2 separate regions of the Mus musculus genome follow, and region 1 is linked to region 2. A link is a contact called in public Hi-C data. All regions are on one chromosome and are shown on one strand. Each heading gives the region's core, a stretch centred on a gene start, on an enhancer-like site or on the middle of the called end of the contact. The rest is flanking DNA. Distances are from core to core; before and after follow the strand shown. Region 1 overlaps Dscam (DS cell adhesion molecule). Region 2 overlaps Dscam (DS cell adhesion molecule).

Evidence for each region. A called contact is a pair of places that touch in the nucleus more often than the background predicts.
Region 1: a Hi-C map of the N1E-115 cell line shows a contact between it and region 2, with 4 times the contacts expected there. The contact joins two enhancer-like sites. A contact is called at or near these places in 3 of 484 Hi-C or Micro-C datasets (the N1E-115 cell line, cerebral cortex and nephron progenitors).

What each region holds. Positions count from the first base shown.
Region 1 is chr16:97,098,382-97,104,021 of GRCm38.p6, reverse strand. All of the region lies in intron 1 of Dscam (DS cell adhesion molecule), which reads left to right. Among named protein-coding and RNA genes, the nearest start is that of Dscam, 70 kb to the left of the region's middle. Within about 2 kb of position 3,816, at least 11 of the 459 cell types and tissues checked have an H3K27ac peak or open chromatin away from gene starts, as enhancers often do. A contact at or near this core is called in the N1E-115 cell line, where this site is marked.
Region 2 is chr16:96,898,564-96,904,566 of GRCm38.p6, reverse strand. All of the region lies in intron 3 of Dscam (DS cell adhesion molecule), which reads left to right. Gm32432 (a long non-coding RNA gene) reads right to left here. Exons shown (of 2, transcript XR_876307.3): 1 at 1-6,003. Among named protein-coding and RNA genes, the nearest start is that of Gm32432, 19 kb to the right of the region's middle. Within about 2 kb of position 1,731, at least 21 of the 459 cell types and tissues checked have an H3K27ac peak or open chromatin away from gene starts, as enhancers often do. A contact at or near this core is called in the N1E-115 cell line, where this site is marked.

The DNA.
Region 1 (5,640 bases), core at 2,567-5,066, 200 kb before region 2:
TTTGAGACTCTGTAGATGCCTCAGCCTTTTCTGGAGGGAGCTGTAAGTATTGAGACTTATGCACATTCAGGCTCTACCCAAGCTCACAGATTTGCAGGAGCCCCTACCAACCATTGTCTGTTACATTCTTTTGCAGATTTTCCAAATCCTCTAGAAGTTTCTAGAAAGGAAAGGCTGCCCATGACCTCTTCCTTTCCATAGCAGCTATGTGGCCTGCGCCTCAGTCCTATCATCTAGAAAGTGGGTTCTTGATAGGATCTGCCTCATGTAGAGTTGGTATAAGAAGGATGTAAGCACATGTGTATAGAAGGTTGAGCCAGCATCTGGTAGGTATGTTTTAGGTGCTAAATGCCATCTGTTAGTCCTTACCCTCAGCTGTGCTGAAAGTCTGGAACTGTCATGGGGATTGGGCAACAGTGAAATGATCTCATGAAGAAACTCAGGTGCACTTACTGTGGATGACTCTACAGTAACCATGCACTGGACTGTGCACCCTGGCCGCAGCCCCAGATAGAGCCTCTGTGACTACATGAAGGTAAAATGGGAAACTTTACAATCAGATCCCTGTTTTGATCCTGTGATCCTATTCTGCCAATAGTGGGGAAACAGTGTAAAGAAGTTGGAGAACCAATTCTAAATTTGCCTTCATGTTTCAATAAAAGTGAGAAACTGAAAGAGAAAAGAGAAGGAAATTATTCTTTGAAGAAATGTCAAAGGCGACTTCCTGTTTTGGCTGAGGGAAAAAAATGGAACCAGTGATGTAATAACTCCCTTGTATTTTTAGAAAGCTGATGGGGTACATTCAAAAGACATCCCGTGGCTTTCCCTAGAGAAGAGGCAGAGCTATTACTGAAAAAGGAAGTGATGTCTGCAGGTATAAGGATTAGTCAGGGAGCTTGTTGGTGAAGAGAAACTGGGTAGGGAGAGCTAAGATTTACAGTCCAGGGTCAGAGGTCTGTGGATGAAAAATCAGTAGGAGATAGCATGGGTGAAGGGCATATGGCTAGCTTGACCTGATAAGGTTCCTGATAAAGGCTGACCAGCATCACTAGTCATCCCCAGGAGCTGGAGAGGCCAAGAAGCCCATTCAGATCAGATATTGAGGGTGGCTCTGTAATCTTGATTGGAATCCTGTTGTGTTTGCATTAGTCTCTCTAAAGAAGTAACTGATTGTATATGCATGTGTATGTGTATGTATACATACATGAATTTATTAGAGTAGCTTGAAGACCGTGTGTGGTCAATGGAAAGATCAAAAATCTAGTAGTTGTTCAGTTTATGAAATGGATGGTTCGGTATTCTCGATCTGGTGCTGGGGTCTCAGAGGATTCCTAGAGAGCTGCTGGTCAAGCAGAAAAAAAAATGTCCTTTTATGTGGGCTGTCACCAGAAGGTGTGACCTAGATTTGGGGTGATTCTTCCCATCTCAAATGATGTAACCAAGAAACCCCTTATAGAAGTGTCCAGCTTCTTAGATTTTGGTTGAATCCAGATGTAGTCAAGTTGGCTACCAAGATTATCCATCACATCTGGTAATCTTGGAGAATGTAAAAAAATATAAACTCAGAAGATGGTAATGTGTGGCTAGTCAAAGAGAGTTTAGGGAGCCCAGGGAGAGGTGGCTCAGTAAGTGATGGTTTTTCCAACTGGATATGACTTGGGGCCAGGATGGCAGATAGAAGCTCCTCTCTGAGGAATGACCAGAGGAGCCTTGACTTGCATTTGGCTTTTCATAAGGGCTCTTGAGTTGCAAGCCACACTCATCTGTAGGTACCAGAAAGCACCACCAGTTTCATCTCTCCCTGTTCCATGAATGCAGCTCTGCAGGACAGGTGTTTAGCTGAGGTAATCTGTGAGCTGCTCATCAGACTCCCACGTTTTGTAAGAACCATCTATGTGACTCATCTTCTTTTATATAATACCCAGCTCAGAACATCAAGCCATTATGAAGACCTCATGAAGAACAGATTATCAAAGACTGAGAACGACATTCTTTGATCTGGAGTGTTCCTGTAGGGTGAGAAAGATTAACGACAGTGGAAGGATGGTGGGAAGCCTCCAAGGTCAAGGCTTATATGTGCTAATTTGAACAGATTCCCAGCACCCATTATAGGAGGCTCTAAATTTTTGGTCTCCAAACAAACTCATTCGGACATCAAAAGAGGTCTTTAACTGCTCATTAACACTACAGTCTGGGACACTTGATGCACTTCCCTGTTGAGTGAACTGCAGGCTCCTATCCTTCCATTTGCCTTCCTTTCCAGAGTAAGGTGGCATTCCTTTCTTCATTCCCAGGCTCTTTTGTCTAAGGCTCTCCACAGTCTAGGGTTTAGCTTGAGTTCCCAATAACTAATTGCTTTTGGTTCAAACTTGCTGATTCCAGTTGACATGCTCCCTGGCAGCTGCTCTGGTCTAGAAACCACTCTACCCTGGGTGACCCAGTACACAGAGTTCCTGTAGATGGGGCCCCAAGGATATTAGGGAAACCTTCAGATAGTCACTCACTCTCAGGAACATCAGGATAGGCTTGGTGTCTTATTGAGAATAAGCTCAGGCAAGATTATTTGTTACACTCAGACACCAGCCAGGACCACTCTTGACCTCATCAGGTATGCCCTGCAGGGCTCACTGGAAGCAAGACTAAGGGTTGCCATTAGCAGAAGGGATGAAATAGCCATTGGAAGCATTGTGTGGGATGAGTGTAAAAGACTCCTTGGGAGTTTGTAGAATGTGAGGCAAGAGTGTCACGGTGTTGTTTTTAAACTGATCACACTGCAGCCTCATGGCTTAGAGATAGGGAATAATCTGTGATGTGGTGTGAGGTTAGATGACTGTATGTCCTTTAGTTATGCCCTGGCCTGTGCTGTGTTATAAATTCAGATGTTTTCCTAAAATATGTTCAATAGCACAATGTTCTTTCTTCTAACTAAGTGGTTTATTTACTATGGTATATAATATGTGTGTATGAGTGTGAATATACACAAGTCATGGCACATGCATGGATATCAGAAAACAACTTCATATAGTTTCTTTTCATCTACCTTTACGTGGATTCAGGGGGCAGACTCAGGATGTCAGGCTGGAGCAGCAAGCACCTTTGCTTGCTGAGTCATTTTGTAGGCCCTCAAAATGTTTGATAAGTACATAGTTTTCCAATTCATCAAAATAGTCTGCTTGATTTTTTTTTGGCCCTTTAATTCATCCCTTAGTGAACACACAGGTGCACATGCAGACATATACACATATATACACAGGTGCATGTGTACGCACAGGTACATGTACATATATAGGCACACACATATGGACATGTGTACACAAACACACACACACACACACACACACACACACACACACACACACACACACACACATACACACTGGCGAGATGAGCCAAGTACCAATTAGCAAATCACTGGCGTTCTGACCTGAATGTCACAGAAGACATCATGAGCAGTGCCGTCAATTCATATTGTCAATTAGCTGTGATGCCCAGAACCAGACATTAGCAAAGCTGCAATTAATATTGGGAACATCACTTCAACCTGCCATTCAATCAGGAACAGCTTCGAGATGCTCGTTCTAGCACACTTTGTTCTCAGTGGCAGTCATGCTGATGATATTTAAAGGAATGTTTAATTGAGCAGATCTGGCACCTTGACCCTCATCCCTAGCCACACTGGGCAGGGCCTCACAGGAATCTGGGACTGCAGAGGTCAGCCATGCACAGCCAGAAAGAAAGGTGCAGAGCCACAGAGCATCTTCCTTAGAGCAGTGGCAGCTGAGCAGGACATGGCTGCTTAGTATTTGGCAACAGAATGACAGCTGGGAGTCCTCAGTGTCATGGTTCAGTGCTCATGTGCTCATGTGACCAGCCCATCCTGGGGCCCTTGACTTCAGTTTGTGAGACTCAGACCCCAGTCTGTGATTATCTACACATAAGTAAAGAGAGGGATACTGCCTTCCTCAGTAGAAAATTAAGATTTTTATCTCTGTATCGTCTGCAGCCACCCCTCCCCCATGCCTCTAGTGTGTTGTCTTTGTGTGATCCAGTGCTCTGCTCACCTGTGCTGTCCATGGGCTCATGTCTCTTCCTTCCTTCCTTCCTTCCTTCCTCCCTTCCTTTCTTCTTTATTGGTTAACATTTCAAATGTTGTTCTCCTTTCCAGATTCTCCTCTGCAAGCTCCCTGTTCCCTTCCTCTTCCACTGCCTCTATGAGGGTGCTCCCCCAAATTCTCACCTCACCACCCTAGCATCCACCTACACTGGGGCAACAAGCCTCCACAGAATCAAAGACCTCCCCTCCCATTGATGCCAGATAAGGCAATCCTCTGCTACATCTGTGGCTGGAACCATGGGGTCCCTCCATGTATATTCTTTGGTTGGTGATTTAGTCTCTGGGAGCTCTGGCAGGGGTTGGGGGGGTCCAGTTAGTTGATATTGTTGTTCTTCCTATGGGGTTGCAATCCCTTTCAGCTACAGGCACACTTTTCTATTGCTAACAAACAGCCTTCCTATTACAGCATGGAGTGGTCAGGGCTATCTGCTGTTGCTGCCTGGTAATTTTACAAAGTAATAGATAGTGATCATATTACATATACATATATGTGTTTTATATGCATATGTTTTGTATATATGTTATGTGTGTGTATAACTGAACTGGTCAGGAAGTAAAAAAGGAGGTGGTAGAGACATAGTGGGAACTTGAGGGGGAGATTGTGGGATAGAAATGATGTGAATACAGCACTCATGTATGAAATTCTCAAAAAATAAAATAAAATAAAAATCATAAAAAGACCTTGGAAAATTTCTCTGCCTGGGAATTAGAGGACTGTGCTGTTCTGGCTTGGTGCCTACCCACAAACAATCAATTGTTTGCAGTAAAAATATCATAGGAGGAAATGAATTTGAAATGACCTATTTTATCACGAGCCAACCTTGTGTTTTTATTCAGCATCCTAGCTGCTCCCAGCATTCTAGTTTCATGTCACCTTCTGTTAGGTTTGCGAAGGCCATCCCTCAACGACTCTGTCAGCATTGTGTTCTCTGGCATCTCTAAGCTTCATGTCAAAAGCACACGGTCAGAGGCCGTGTTTTGTATTTCTATATGTAGGGGCCACAGGGAGAATTTCAACTCACTTTGCAGGTTGGTCCTAACAGTTCATTATTTTTAATAAGTAGCCATGCTACTGGTTGAACGTTCCCCCTGTAGATTTAATTAGTCTCTATCCCCACCCCTTTGCTAGTTGATGGAGCTGGGAGAAGGGAAATGGCGGCAATTTGAAACCTTGTTAGAAATTTATGAAGTGCTAAAATGTTTTATTCCCAGAGGCTGGCTTGCCAGCTGTCACAGAGTGAATCCGCTGCCTGCCTCTGAGGGCTTGTGATGGCGGGGAGGAGGAGGGCCCAGTCTGCCAGGCTGAGTAAATGATGCGCTCCCTAATTAGTACAGCATAGATACAGGCCCATCATTTCCCTGCAATTGATCAGCAGTAGGTAAGAGGAGCACTGAGGCCTGTCTAGAGAAGGAATCAGAGTATAGATTAGCATCATGAAGGAGGGCCATTGTGGCCTTTAATAGAAGACACTGAGAGTCTGGGGGTCGATGGCTTGGAAATTAAGACAAACATCTATTTTATTGTG
Region 2 (6,003 bases), core at 482-2,981:
GGCCCATGATTAACGATAATGTGGGAACTGGAGGTAATTTGCTGACATGTTAGATCTCTGCAAGGCACTAGGATGGAAGCAGCATTTTTCAAACCCTGCTCTGTGGGAGCCCCAGGGGCTGTGGGGACTCCAGGCAGGAGGAGGGTGGAACTCTTGTGGCAGACTCTCCATTCTGAGCTTGCTTGGCTCTCTGTGTTTGTTACACTCCTATGAAGATTCTGAATAACAAAAGTGAATGTGATCTGTAAAGAAAAAAGAAATCTCTTATTATTATATCTCAAATGGAGTGTCCCTTATGGAAGGAATGTGCCAAACGATTCCCGGACCATTTTCTAGGCATGCATACATGCATCTTTAGAGTTTTGTTTTGACTTGTTTTTGTTGTTGTTGTAGTCATTGCCTGGGTTTTTTGTTTGTTTATTATTTTGTTGTTTTTGTTTTTTGAGCTGGGATGGAACCCCAGGGTCGTGTGCATGCAAGGCAAGTATTTTGCCACTTAGCTGCACTGCACACCTTGTGAGTCCATTCTGAGGGTCATCTGCATTCATTTGGGGTTGCCATAACAACAGCAATGTGTGGCTGAACAAGAACTTATTCCCACAGGGATTTGGGGGTTGGAGTTGGGTTGGGGTTCATTCCTTCACAGGTTCTCCATTTTGACTTGCAGATAGCTGCTTTAGTCAACTTTGCCGAACTATAATGAAAACCCAAGGGCAGGCTACTAATGAAGCAGAGTTCAACCTATTTCTCTTACAGTGGTGGCACTTCAGGCTGGCTCCTACTTTATTCAGTTTCCACTTGGGTCCTGTGGAATATGTCAGGTGTTGATGCTTCCTGTGGTAGGGGCCTTAAGAAGTAGGAAGAGCTGGGTGTGGTTGCACACGCCTTTAATCCCAGCACTTGGGAGGCAGAAGCAGGTGGATTTCTGAGTTTGAGGCCAGCCTGGTCTACAGAGTGAGTTCCAGGACAGCCAGAGCTACACAGAGAGACCCTGTCTCAAAAAAAAGAAAGAAAGAAAGGAAGGAAGGAAGGAAGGAAGGAAGGAAGGAAGGAAGAAAGAAAGAAAGAAAGAAAGAAAGAAAGAAAGAAAGAAAGAAAGAAAGAAAGACAGACAGACAGACAGACAGACAGACAGACAGACAGACAGACAGAAAGACAGACAGACAGACAGACAGAAAGAAAGACAGAAAGAAAGACAGAAAGACAGAAAGACAGAAAGACAGAGAAGTAGGAAGAGAGGATATTGAGCAGGGTTGGGCTCAGCCTTTAGTACAACCCTTCTCCAAAGCTACCTGGACTCCAACCAAGAACACAGCCCAAAGACCAAGTAATTCCCACTATAGATCCCTCTTAAGGATACAAGATCTCAGAATCATCCATCAGACTGACAGGGACCTCAGTATAAGCCACACCCAGTGCACAGCACTGGCTATGTCTTCCCTGCCTCCTTGCATGATTGTGTCTTGAGTGTCTGAGTCTCTGTCCCCTTTGATGAGGACACCAAGCCCACTGGATTAGAACTCTCTCTATGGCCTTATTCAACCTTGCTCACCATTTGAAAGGACCCACTCCAAATGTAGCTGCCTTGTAGGGCATTGGGGTTTCAGTATGTTAAGATTGGAGGGCATGACTTGATGTGTAACATAATTTAAAAACAGCAGGACACACACACATTCTCAGTCACACAGATCTTTAAGGTCACAGATGCTTTTCCTGACCTTGTGGCCAACACTTGCAGTCAGTGAATCTGACATGGATGCTTTGGGTAAGGAGTCATAGTGCCACCCCCACCCCCACCCCAGAATGACAGGAAGCCTGATTGCCACTTGGCTGGCCCTTCCAGTAAGAAGTAGATTTCCATGCCTCCTCCTGCTCCAGATGACTGCCTATCCTCTGTAAGTTTCTTTAGGGTTTCTAGCATCTGGTCCAAGGAGAATGGCACACTCTCCCATGCAATGTAGATCACCTGCTTTTGTATTTCAGTCTGGCTGCCAAGTCCATATCTGAGATGTTCTTTCTGGTAGGTAAGCCAAGCTGCTATGGCTGATTTTTAGTCTCTGCTGGTTTGGTGAGCTATGTCTTTCTCTTCCTAGAACCATGGGTATTCCTAAATAACCCAGTGCTCTGCATGGCTGTTTTATTAGCTGTCGAAACAGCCTCAACACTAGCTCAGAAGACTGACCCATGGGACCTCAGCAGCAAACACATCAAATGCCTTTCTATGCCCATTCCAATCAGTGTGAGAAACTGTTCACAGTCTTCTTATATCTCTCCCATGGTCACATGCATCAGCTGCCATCCAGGTTCTGTACCATGATCCACGTTGGGTGAGTCAGTTATCTTTGAAGAGAATGAAAGGTTTCAGATAACTGGATAGAAATGTGAACACTTACACACACACACACACACACACACACACACACACACACACACACCATTCTTTCTCATACACACACACACACACACCATTCTTTCTCATACACACACACACCATTCTTTCTCATACACACACACACACATACATACAAACATACATACACACACACACACACACACACACACACACACACACACACACACACACATACAAATACAAATCAATGGTCCACATATCTGATTTTAAACTATGTGCTGAGTATTTTCAAACCTCTGAGTCCACAGTGTGATATAGCTACAAAAATCAAAAGTGAAACTGTTTCAAAACATTCCACTTTTTTTTTTTTTAAGAAACAGTGTGTCTAATATAATCAAGTATGTGAGTCTCTGGGTAAAGAAAACAAACCTAGGCAGATTTAATCTCCCATTGGCAATGTAGCCAGGCAGAGTGCTTAGTTCACATTCATGTGGTCCTGGTTTCATCACAGCATCTCAAAAATAAAAAAAATAAAAAAAAAAAGAATCTGTGCGATTATAAAATCAAACATGATTAATTCCCCTAAAGTTTCTTTTGTTTGTTTAAAGAAATTTTTTCTTTAGAACTGCTTTAAATAGTCCTTAGTGAATTTAAAATATCATTGAATGTGGGAAAAAAAAAACCTTTCTTGCTCATTTTCTCTGGAACATATGTTTTGAAATGTGATGTAATCCTGCCTTCTAAATTTGGGCATGGATGGACACAGTGTTCACATTCCCCGAATGTGCACAAACACAAGCTCATTCCCTCAACACGTGCAAATGACATAATGGAACCAAAAATGGTCACAAAGAGACAGATGATCAGTACCCCTCAGTTTGAGATCTGCCCTTCTCTCTGCAGAGCCACACTGGGGAAAGTACAGAAGCCCCTCCTTTATCCAAGATGGCAGCTTTGTCTCACATGGAGTTCTGTGGATCTGGTAAAGATCCCCCTGGCCACTAAGTAGTTCCTTTGCCCATAATGCTATCTTGCCACTCTCCCACCCAACTAAAGCCATCATATAATATCCAATTGCCCTTTTTAGTAGGTCTATTCTCTCATCTCCCTGGGGACACCTCACAGTTCATGGTATGTTTAAAACTTTGTCATTTGGCAGCATTGTGCTTCTTGTGGTCTCATTCTCTCCCTAATCCCCATAGATAGGAGGCTGTGAAATATTAAACTATTAAATTCCCATGAAGCATGTGGCAGAGGATTAGAAAACAATCTAGTATATGCATCATGGGTTATCTTCACTTTTCCTGGGGAAAAGAACTCCTTCATCACAATGGGAAATGATGTGGCCTTAAAGACCTGGACTTCATTGAGTTATCTGTCCCTGCCTGCTGAGGGAAAGTGGCTTCTCATTTTGGATATGAGAGCCTTCTTCTGCCATGGGAAAAGGCTGCCATTTTACACATGAGGTAAAACCTTCACACAGAGACTCCACATGGACGGGAGCATTGACCACTCATAGTTTGTCCATCATCTGGATCTTCCCTCTAAGGATACAATTAATTCATGGGCCCATATCATTTCTACCTTACTTTCTTGATACATTGCAAAGCAGATGTATCAATAAATATTCACCATCATTAGATGAAATAAGAGAGTTTATGGTGATTGATTTTCACAGATGTGGTCCATTCCATAATGATGGAGTTAAGACTCCAAGTGTCTGTTAACTTTAATTAATAATGCGTGTGTGTGAAATGTATTGCATGTGTATATATGCCTGGACTAGAGGTAAACTTCGAGTTTCTTTCTCTATTGCCCTCCACCATACTTTTTAAGTCATGGTATCTCATGGAAACTGAGGCTCACTGATTGGTTGGATTATCTCTAATCCCTTAGCACTAGGATTATAGGAGGAGGCAGTTATGCCTGGCTTAGGTGTGGGGGCTTAGCATCCAAATTTTGGCTCTTGTGTGCGAGCACTTCACCCACCAAGCCACTTTCTCAGCCCAATAACAAGTTTACAAGCATCCCTTCAAGCTTAAGGAATAACTGACCTTAGGGTTAGACTCAAAATGCAGTGGGATTGAACCTGTTGGTGGCAGAGTGGATGGAAATTCTCAGTTTGCCTGTGGATATAACAGTATTGCAGTGCACATAACAATGTTGCAGTGGATATAACAGCGTTGCAGTGGATATAACAATGTTGCTAAATCAAGCAGTGAGCAAACAGCACAGGTGATTTCAGTGTGATGCTGTGTGGCTGCTTTGTCTCCAGTGCTGTGAGGACTCTAGGATCTTGGGTTCTGTCCTGGTATTTTCTTCCTAGGAGAGAAAGTTGAACTTGACAATAAGTCTTGATGCTTGTTACAGCTACTGATCTTCTCCTGGTTGGAAAGCTTTCTTTACTGAGTGAAAAAGCTTTGTTTTTTCTCCATCTAAACCTAAAATAAATTTTAAAAAAACATTTAGTTATTTTATATTAATTAGAACATGTATAGCAATCACATTGTTGTGGGGTTCAGGTGAAATAGAATAAGCTGGAAAGAGAATCTACTGTGAAATATTCAGGGCTAGAGAGATGCCTCAGTGGTTTAGAATGCTGTCTGCTCTTTCAAAGGACCCAAGTTTGATTGCCAGCATCCATGTGATAGCTCACAACTGTATATAACTCTAATCCTGGGGCTCTGGCACTCCCTGCTGGCCTCTGCTGGCACAAAGGATACACATGATATCCAGACATTATTCAGGCAAGCCACCAATAAACATAAAATAAAATTCAGAAAATAGAAATGAGTATTTAAAAGGTGCACTTCTAAACCTAGGGAATGGGAATTTTAAACATGTTGGAAGAGACTTGCTCAGTTATTTTCCTATGTGTGGATAATTATATTTTTCTAAAATACCTTTCCCCATGGAGTCCATTAGAGCATCTTCTCATGGAGTCCTTATGCTTCATTTTTGTGGAGAGCTAGCTGAGAGTCATTTTTAATGAAAGAAAGGTTTATTCTGGCTCATCCTGTGATGGAATTCCATTCATTGTTCACGGTGTCTGCAGCTTGAGGAGCTGGACACACAGGGGGAAGGCTGAGGAGGCAGAGTGAATGGTGGCTCTCACCTCACTTGCCCCACCTTTTAATAATTATTAGGACATGTGGCTATAAGTTACTACATCCATTTTATCATCTCTCAGGCACCTACTTTGATTTTTCTAAAACATGGTCATGTTTAAAGTCTCACATATCAAGTTCCCTTAGCCTGCATCCACTTCCTCCCATGTGCTAAAACTTCAGTCCATTCTAACCATGTAAATACTCCTGATTCCAGTCACATGATCTCCGTGACTGTATTTCCTCTTCTCTTGGACATCTAAGGCACTCACGTTCCAGAGCACAGAAAAATGTTCTATGAGGTCATTTGCTGACGGATTTACCAATTCTAATTTGTTTCCCTGGAAGAGCAGTCCAGAGCAAGTGTGGGAGGGATGCATGGCACTTCTCAGGTCACACCTGCAGCCCAGCCTCTGCCACCCTTGAAACTTCCCCCACCATTACCCTGGGTGAGAGTCCTGCTTTCCTACAGCTGCCTGCCTCTTTCCCTTTGCTGGCACTTGTCAGCAGTGTTCAGTTTTCACACTGTTGTTCTGAGAAAGG